Linked DNA regions of Sus scrofa: region 1 is linked to region 2. A link is a contact called in public Hi-C data. All regions are on one chromosome and are shown on one strand. Each heading gives the region's core, a stretch centred on a gene start, on an enhancer-like site or on the middle of the called end of the contact. The rest is flanking DNA. Distances are from core to core; before and after follow the strand shown. Region 1 overlaps UBTD1 (ubiquitin domain-containing protein 1). Region 2 holds the start of AVPI1 (arginine vasopressin-induced protein 1).

What was found. Hi-C and Micro-C count contacts between places; a contact is called where the count stands out from the background.
Region 1: a Hi-C map of omental adipose tissue shows a contact between it and region 2, with 2.5 times the contacts expected there. The contact joins the enhancer-like site here to the promoter of AVPI1 in region 2. A contact is called at or near these places in 2 of 5 promoter capture datasets (fetal liver and liver), 9 of 47 Hi-C or Micro-C datasets (alveolar macrophages, embryonic fibroblasts, epiblast stem cells and 6 more) and 2 of 2 datasets of contacts at active chromatin or transcription factors (alveolar macrophages and skeletal muscle).

What each region holds. Positions count from the first base shown.
Region 1 is chr14:108,934,336-108,938,744 of Sscrofa11.1, reverse strand. All of the region lies in intron 1 of UBTD1 (ubiquitin domain-containing protein 1), which reads right to left. Among named protein-coding and RNA genes, the nearest start is that of HOGA1, 22 kb to the left of the region's middle. Within about 2 kb of position 1,579, at least 14 of the 83 cell types and tissues checked have an H3K27ac peak or open chromatin away from gene starts, as enhancers often do. A contact at or near this core is called in alveolar macrophages, mesenteric adipose tissue and omental adipose tissue, where this site is marked.
Region 2 is chr14:109,049,065-109,053,787 of Sscrofa11.1, reverse strand. AVPI1 (arginine vasopressin-induced protein 1) reads left to right here and starts at 1,560. Exons shown (of 3, transcript XM_001929060.5): 1 at 1,560-1,741.

The DNA of each region.
Region 1 (4,409 bases), core at 330-2,829, 120 kb after region 2:
CCCAAGCCAGCAAAAACAACAGGCAGAAGAATCAGACTTACAAAGACTTCAGCTATGGGATTTATCAGACCCAGATTGTGAAATACTGCATTTAAGAAATCAGAGAGCCTTAAAAACATGAAACAGGACATGGGAAAGACACCCACATAACTGTCATCAGAAGGATGCCATGTGAGCAGCAGACGACAGACACTGGGGATTTTCCTTACAAAGGACTAGTGATAAGTAGTTATGGGACTACAGGTTCTTTTTTTTTTTTTTAAGGCTGCAACTATGGCATATGGAAGTTCCCAGGCTAGGAGTCAAATCAGAGCTGCAGCTGCTGGCCTACACCATAGACACAGCAACTTGGGATCTGAACAGGGTCTGTGACCACAGCTCCCAGCAACACGTGATCCTGTAACCCACTGAGCAGGGCCAGGGATCAAACCCTCATCCTCATGGATACTAATTGGGTTTGTTACCACTGAGTCACAGGTTCTCCCTACAGAAACACATGAAACAGGATCCCTACCTCACGCCAGCCACAAAAATCAAACCCAGATAGATCAAAGGCTTAAGTGTGAAAGACAGAAAGGAGGAACTGGAGAAACAAAAGATGACAGTTTTGTCCATGGGTTTTTTTGGTGGAAGTTTGGCCTGGAGGGGTTTCTGCCTGGATCAAGGAAGTTGCTCTGCTTCATGATTTCTGACCCCTTTTCTCTATGGTCCTTTAGTGTTGATGACTCCCTAACAAGAGCTATGACCCATCAGGACTCACAGGAATTCTGCAGTGATGCCCTGGGGACCTCTGGGACCACTTCTGCCCCTCTACTCAATGACTCAGGCCTTTTAACTTCTTGAGCTGCTTCCTCTCTGCCAGATGTCTCTTCTCACTGGTCTCCATCTAACTGCTGCTCATATGGGTAGAGATCAGGTCCAGCTAATGGGCCACTCTTCATCTGCTGAGGGGTGAGAAAGCTCTGTCAGCACTGTCAAAATTGAGAGCATCTGGTTCTAAGAAAGAGGTTTCCTGAAGAAGAGAGGCAAGGCTTGGGGACATCTGTTGTTCTTGCTCAGATGGCCCACCCTCCCTTACTTCAATGGTCAGGTTCTGGTCCTGTCCCTGACAATCCAGGTTACTGGTGACCTTAGGGTACCTGAAGTGTCACTGTGTATGCATGCCTCTCTCTTTTTAATATCAACACAGCCCCAAGGCGTCACCTTTCAAGGCTGTCACCTCAGGAGGCCCCGCATACCTGAAGGATGCTTTGCTTGAATACTTTGCCTGCAGAGTCCCCTCCCTTCACCCAGAGAAAAGCACGCTTTCCTGTCTGTGCTGTCAGAGACACACGTCACATACCAGGACAGACGCAATGCCAGTGAGCCTCCCCAAACAGTAACTGCATTTGCATCACCCAAGACACAGAGCTTAAAATCTCCTCACCCTGCACACTGGTTCCCTTCAGGCTGAAGATACTAGAAACTATTAAAATGGGGTGGTGGCGGAAGAAAGAGGGAGGGTTGAGGTAAGAAAAGGGCAGGAGGCCAGCCCTTTCAGCCACCACTGCACTTCGCCAGCAGGGGGCAGCAGCAGCACCCCGGGCCAGGGGCTGGCTTTGCTCACAGTGATTGAAACTCAGCACACAGCTTAAAGATATCCAGCAAGCTTCCCCAGGCCGGAGGCAAGCATGTATAAGAGACTTGCCAAAATGTCTGGATCCCCACACACTGATGCTGACAATTTTAGACACAGATACAGACTAAATAGAAAAGGAAGCTTTTACTCTAAACATAAAAGCAAATTGATGAAGAATATTTTAAATTTCATTCATTTAAAAAATGACGTTTTACAGTTAGTTGAGTCAAAAAATATCGGGCAGGGGAAAGGGTGTGAATGCTCTTATATGCTGGTACAAACTTTCTGGAGGGCAGTTGCTATGATACCAAAAAACTTACAAGTATGCATCTCTTTGGCTCAGCTGTTTGGTTTCTAAGAAAGTATTCTAAGAAAATAATCACAAGTGTGTGGCGAAGGTTCATCTCCAAAGCTGTTTAACTCCGCCTGGTTTTCTAGAAACAAGTTAAAGGCACGCCACCAGGAGAAAAGCTACATAATGTCTGTGCATCCGCGGCACCCATTTTGTGATGGGACTGAGGGAGGCAGAGTCACGCAGGGAAATGCCCAGTGATTCAGGGAAAAAAGGGTTAGAGAACAGCAAGTGTCTGTGCTCTGGCTTTTATTGCTGCAAATGTATGTAAAATTATACATATTAAAAAGACTGAGATGGTCTCCTGCAGTGCAGCACGCTAAGGATCCAGTGTTGCCACAACTGTGGCGCAGGTTGCAACTTTGGCATGGGTTCGATCCCTAGCCCAGGACCTTCCACGTGCCGTGGGTGTGGCCTAAATAAATAAATAAATAAAAATCAGATCAAAACACTGGAAGGAGTTACACCAAATGTTAACAATAGTTACATATATATATATATATATATATATATTTTTTTTTTTTTTTTTTTTGCTTTTTAGGGCCGCACCCAGAGCACATGGAGGTTCCCAGGCTAGGGGTCGAATCAGAGCTACAGCTGCTGGCCTACACCACGGCCACAGCAACACAGGATCCGAGCCATGTCTGCGACCTACATCACAGCTCATGGCAATGCCGGATCCTTGACCCACTGAGCAAAGCCAGGGATCGAACCCACAACCTCATGGTTCCTAGTCAGATTAATTTCTGCTGTGCCATGATGGGAACTCCAGCAATGGTTATATCTGATTGGCAGTTACCAATGATTTTTTTTTTTTTTTTTTGCTTATACTTTCCAAGTTTTCAAAAATAAGCAGTAGTTACTTTAGTTATAAGAATAAAACAATGAAGAGTTCCCGCTATAGCACAGCAGGTTAAGGATCCAGCACTGTCGCTGTGGCAGCATGGGTTCCATTCCCAGCTGGGTGCAGTGGGTTAAGGATCCAGCATTGCTGCAGCTGGGGGGCATAGGTCACAGCTGCAGCTCGGATTTAATCCCTGGCCCAGGAACTTCCATATGCCATAAGTGCAGCCAAAGAAAAAAAAGAATACAATGAAAGTTGTTAAGGAAAAAGGGTATATAAAGTTCTGAGAAGCAGCCACAGAAAATTCGGAAGAGTTTGGGGAGCTGTGGGTGGGGCTTGAGGGTGGTGAACGGGAGAGCCCAAGGCCCACAACCTCTAGGATTTCAGTTGCTGGCAGCTCTGGGAGCCTCTGTTCAGAGCCAGGCAGGATCTGTGGGTTTCAGCAGCAGGAGCATCTAGTGGCCCCTACTTAGGTCTCCACCTGCTCTAGATAAGCTCCAGGTCAAAGACAGAGTAACAGACGTGGTCCTTATCCTTAAGAAAGTTGACCGAAGAGAGATTTATAAAACAATGAATGATTCAGGTACACACCTATATATATAGGGGAGGTACAAAATGCCCATGAAAACCATGGGTTTCTGTAACTAAGGTGGCCAGGGAACTGAGCAAAGAATGCACGTTTCTGAGGACAGAGGCAAAAGTTGTGGGGGTTTTGTTTGTTTGTTTTAGGGCCGCACCTTCGGCATATGGATGTTCTCAGGCTAGGGATCTAATCGGAGCTGTAGCTGCCGGCCTACGCCAAGAGCCACAGCAATGCCAGATCCGAGCCGTGTCTGCAACCTACACCACAGCTCACGGCAACGCTGGATCTTTGACTCACTGAGCCAGGCCAGGGATTGAACCTGCAACCTCATGGTTCCTAGTCGGATTCGTTTCCACTGCGCCACGACGGGAACTCCACAAGTTGCGGTCTTGAAGGGTTGCCCGAAACATCACTTGTGCTAGGCCCTCCTGAGGTGCTGGTTAAAAAGCCAGTGTCCCAGGGCCCACCGCAGACCCAGTGAGCCAGAGTCACAAGGGCTGGGCTGGGGTAGGTACTCACTCTGATTGAAGAATCCCACTCAGATCTGGGGTTTCTGTGACTCTCACGTAGGCCGGCAGCTACAGCTCTGATTAGACCCCTAGCCTGGGAACCTCCATATGCCGCAGGTGTAGCCCTAAAAAGACAAAAAAAAAAAAAAAAAAAAAGAATCCCCCTTGTGAACACAGCAAAACAGAAGTGGAAAGAGCACGCTCCTCTAAACCTTAACATCAGCTAGTTCAACAGATAGCCTCCCAAGGTGCTGCTGAGAGCAGATTCCAAGGGGCAAGGGGGAGGGGCGAGAGGGCACGGCCGTCTGGGTTGCAGGGGGAGGGTAATGACAGTGGACGCTGCGGTTTGGCCTGGATAATGAATAGTGTCTGGCGATACCACCCCCAAGGGAGGGTTCCGAGAGAAGAGTGGGAGACAGAATACTAACGATCCCTTCCAATTTGCGTGGAGCTGGGGTGTGGCTATGAGTGCATGCGCGCGTGCATGCTTCGCACTAGTTAAT
Region 2 (4,723 bases), core at 311-2,810:
GTGACAACAAGTCTGGCTGCCTATTCCCAGGTGCCCTTTGTGACTATTTTTGAACCCGTGCACAACTACTCATCTTCAAACCAAGTAAACAAACACTTATCAAGGGCCTACTGGATACTCTGCCACCACTCCTGCCCCCCCAAGCCACATTTCAAGCTGCAGCCAAAGTGAATTTCTAAAAACACAAATTTGTCAAAAGGATGAAATGAGCTACTATTTGTAAAGTGCTGACTGGCATTACTGGTACATAGTAAGTGCTAGAAAAGATCTAGTAAATAAACACATATAATGCTATTCAAATGGAAACTTCACTGCCTGCTTCTGCTTCTGGCTTCCCACCTCTCTCTCCCTTGTTGGCCTTATCTAGGCCTCATTTCAAGTCCTTCTGAGACTGGCTACCTCCTGGCCTTAGCGTGTACTCTTTTCCTTATAGGCTTTTCCCAGACCCACTCCTCATCCTGTGACCAATTGCAGCTCCTCCATATCTCAGCTGAAGTATTACTTCTGCCTTCTAGGACCTCCCCAAAGGAGCTTAGGTTCCTTCATTTTACCCTCTCAGAGCCATAATGTGTATCACAATCATAGTCACACTCAATATTTTAGGTTTATAAATGTCAGCCTCTGGAGTTCCCATCTTGGCTCAGCGGTTAGCAAACCCAACTAGCATCCATGAGGACTTGGGTTCGATCTCTGGCCCTGCTCAGTGGGTTAAGGATCGGCGTTGCAGTGCGCTGTGGAGTAAGGTCGCAGACAATGCTAGGATCCCGTGTTGCCTTGGCTGTGGCCTAGGCCAGTGGCCACAGCTCCGACTGGACCCTTAGCCTGGGAACCTCCATGTGTTGCGAGTGCAGCTCTAAAAAAGACAAACAGACCAAAAATAAATAAATAAATAAAATAATAATAAATGTTAGCCTCCTTGACTAAACTGTAAATTCCCCCAGGACAAGGCTTATTAAAGGTGTCTCCAGTTCACTGCAAGTCAAGAAACTCCGACAGGGTGGGTCCCTAATAGACCACTGTCGAATGAATGAATAAAACCTTTTTAATAGCCTCTCATTTAGGCTACTGGCCCAAGGTTGCACAGCTGATTGAAGATTCAAACTCACGACATTCTGGCTTTGAAGCCCAAGGTCTGACTACCGCGCTGACTCTTCCTCTCCCTCAAAACTCAAGCCAGAATACCAAGTGGTCTGCTGTTGAGTTTAAGTAGCTGCAAGTCTATTTGCGGAGGGCCACAAGCCGCAAGGAATCCCGCGCCGCGCTTATTGGCTTCATTCCCAGGGGAGGGGTGCACCCGTCACGTGTACCCAGCTGGGCCAGCCCTTGCCGCACCCCGGGACTGGAATGCGGCCCCGCCCCCACTCCCCAGCCAGCAAAACCACGCTCTCCCCGAGGACTGACGTCAATGAAGGGAGCACCTCCGGGCGCGGCGTGAGGGCAGCCGAGGGCGGGGAGAGAGAGCCCCAGGACACGCCCCTCGCTGCCGCTGCGTCGCTGATTGGACCGGGGGCTTCTTCGCACTGGAGTTTCGAGGCCAGCGGAGGGAAGGGGGAGGAGTAGGGCCACGCCTCTCATCCCTCTATCTCCACTGATTGGCTCGCGGAGTCTTCGCGTTCGATTTTGGAAGGCTCGCCGGGAGCTCACACCAAGGCTCGGCTCAGGATTGGCTGTTCTGGAACTAGGGAGCGCTTTCTCCGGGGAGCCGCGGCTGTGACCGAGGTGGCCCGCCTTGGGCGGCCAGGTACGTAGGTCGGCAGCCTGCCTCGCGCTGCGGTGGAAGTGGGTGGGCGCGCCGTCAGAGCAAGGGTGCAGGAGGGACCCGAAACCCCAGGTCCACTTAGGGCCCGTCGTTGTGCGAAGCTGCCACGTCTGAGCCCCGGGGGCCGACCCGCGCAGGGAATGTCGCCATGTGACCTCGGCCAGGACACCCCCTCCCAAGCTCTCATCCTGTTCATGAACGCCGCCTGGTCCTTGTGAGCACCGTCGCGGCAGGAAGCCCAGAGCTGCGCCCACCCCTTCGAAGGGGAAGGGGTTAGAGTGGGCGCATTTTAACTTGCGATTTGAGGTCTGTCGTTGCTGCCCTTCAGCGTGGTGAGTAATCGTTCTAACCCCCCGTGGGGCCGTGGAGGGCCGAGGTCACAGAGGCTAGCTTGGGAGACCCGACTTTGGATCCTTGTGCCTTCCAAACCCACAGAATCAGATAGCAGGCTCTAAGAGGTTTCAAAGCCTCCTGAGTCCTTCCTCCCTCGGAAGACCTCGTCAACCATCTGGCAGGAACAAAAATAGCAGTGGTGGAGAGCGTGGGCTTTGGGCTCAGACTCACGTTCGCATCCCAGGCTCTTCACCTACCACCTGTGTGACTTTGGGAAGTTACTTAACCTTTCTGAGCTCAGCTTTCTCATCTGTAAAATGGGTGTAATAATAATGACTCCTCGTAGGAGTTTTGTGAGAATTAAAAATGTTACTCCTCAGGAAGTGCTGTTCTGCACTTGACAGAGAGCAAGCTGCCTCAATGGCAGCTGTGATTTAAAAGTCCACGGATGAATCCATCTCCCTTTACCCTCTTCTCTCAAGACTAAAGGCTCTTTGAGGGAGTTTTATGAGGATGGTGAGGATGCAAATGGCAATGATTCTATAATCCCCTGGTGGTTAAACAGCCTTTCCTTTACATCATTCATTCATGATGATGTGATGTATGGGATGGAAATTTTTTTTTTCCTGTCTTTTTGCCATTTCTTGGGCCGCTCCCATGGCATATGGAGGTTCCCAGGCTAGGGGTCTGATCGGAGCTGTAGGGTCGCCAGCCTATGCCACAGCCACAGCAACACAGGATCCAAGACGAGTCTGCAACCTACACCACAGCTCATGGATCCCCAACCCACCGAGCAAGGCCAGGGATCGAACCTGCAACCTCATGGTTCCTAGTCGGATTTGTTAACCACTGAGCCACCACGGAACTCCCGGGATGCAAACTTTTGCATACTTTATCTCCCTGGCCCCTTAAAGGTTATTTATTCTCACCATTTTGATGAGGAGCAAACTGCGGCAGGGGAAGTGGAGGCCTGCCACACTCACCCCAGTTATCAGTGGCACAGCCAGAATTCAAGGTTCTTGAACTCTTGAAAAGAATTATTCCTAGATCTAGAGGGAGTTTACTTCCAGGTCATATCTGAGAATCGATCTGGGAGAAGGACCTGTTTCCTTTCGTCACCTCCTGGGACACAGATTTGGAGGCCAGTGTGTGTCCTATATGTGTACCTTGCTGAACTAGGCCCAGTGGGGGGCCCCCACACGGCCATTTGGACTGGGCCTCTTGCTTGAAGGAGCCACTGATTTTGGCTGCTGTCCAGGGGCATGTTTGTGCCGGGAAGCAGGCCAAGGCCACAAGTGTTGGTTTAGGCCTTGGGCCAGAGCCTCCAGTTCTTTTTCTAAGAGGCCCTTGGCCTCCGGTTACAGATTATTTCTGTCACCAGCGTTATCTGAAGGGGGTGAGCTGAGTAAGGGCCCACTTGCCACCCAGGTCACCCAAGTGTGTTGTGCCTGTTGTAGTCCCCTGCACCTCCCAGGGACACCATGAGAACAGGTATCTGAACTGAGATGCATAACTTAAAAGAACGCTCAGCTGAGCACCATATTTATATACTGCAAATCTAGTGCAGGATGAGTCACATTTTAAATGTATTTCTTTGTTAGAAGCTCTATAGTTCATTTATTACTGTTTCAAAACGAGTTGAACTTCATTCTCAACATTTGATATTTCCTTTGGGAATTCATCTGCAAGCCAGTTCAGGTCAAATTGAAGTATTTTGCAATTAGTCTTTACTCATTTGCTCACAGACCCATGCTTATCTTTTATGTCAGCTCTGAAATGAAAGATCCATTTATAATCTTTTAATAGCTTCATGGTTTCATTTTCCCACTTAAAAAAGTACCATTGTTCAAGAATACACTGACTTCCCTAGATTCAGGTCTCATCCAGGAAATTAGTGGGGCGGTAACACCCTGAATGAGACAGGAAATCTGTTAATAAAAGGGTTCTGATTCAGTTTTCTCCCAGTTTACTCTCTAATCCTATGTCAAATCCACTGACTCTTCCTCCGAGCCTCGCTCTGCTGTCTGAATTCCAGGGTGGGAAGCAGAACCAAGAGTGAGGGGCTTCAAAATCCAGAGATGCCAGGTCCCTCCCACCCCCCGGTTCATGGAGGATGTGACTGAGGCTGCAGGCTCAGACTCTCCCCGATGGTTCCTTGTTGGTGCATTTGTAACTCACTGTAACTGTAACTTGTTACAGTTGGAGGCAGGAGGCTGCTGGGACCACCTGGGAAGGCAGGCTCTGAGCCATTTCCTCCCTGAGGCAGCGCTGCTGTTTGATCCCATTGCTCTCTTCTCTGAAGGGAGGGTAAGATTGCCTGAGTGTAAGAGAAGGACTGTCCGCCTTCTCCTACCACCCAGATCTGCTTGGAGTCTGTCCCAGGCTTGACCGTAGCCAGCCTAGGATGCAGCAGAGCAGTGGCTTCTCTCTTCTACCAGACCCTAACCCAACTGCCCACAGCAGCACAACAGTGAGGGTCTCCAGGGAAGACTGATGAGGGCACAAAAGGGGAGCTGCTGGGTGGGGAGTTCCTTGGCCCCTAAATCAGCCAGACCTGTCCACACATGTGGCACCTAGGCCCTGGCAGGCAAGCAAACCCATCTCTGCTTCTGTATGGACCTAGCTTCGTCA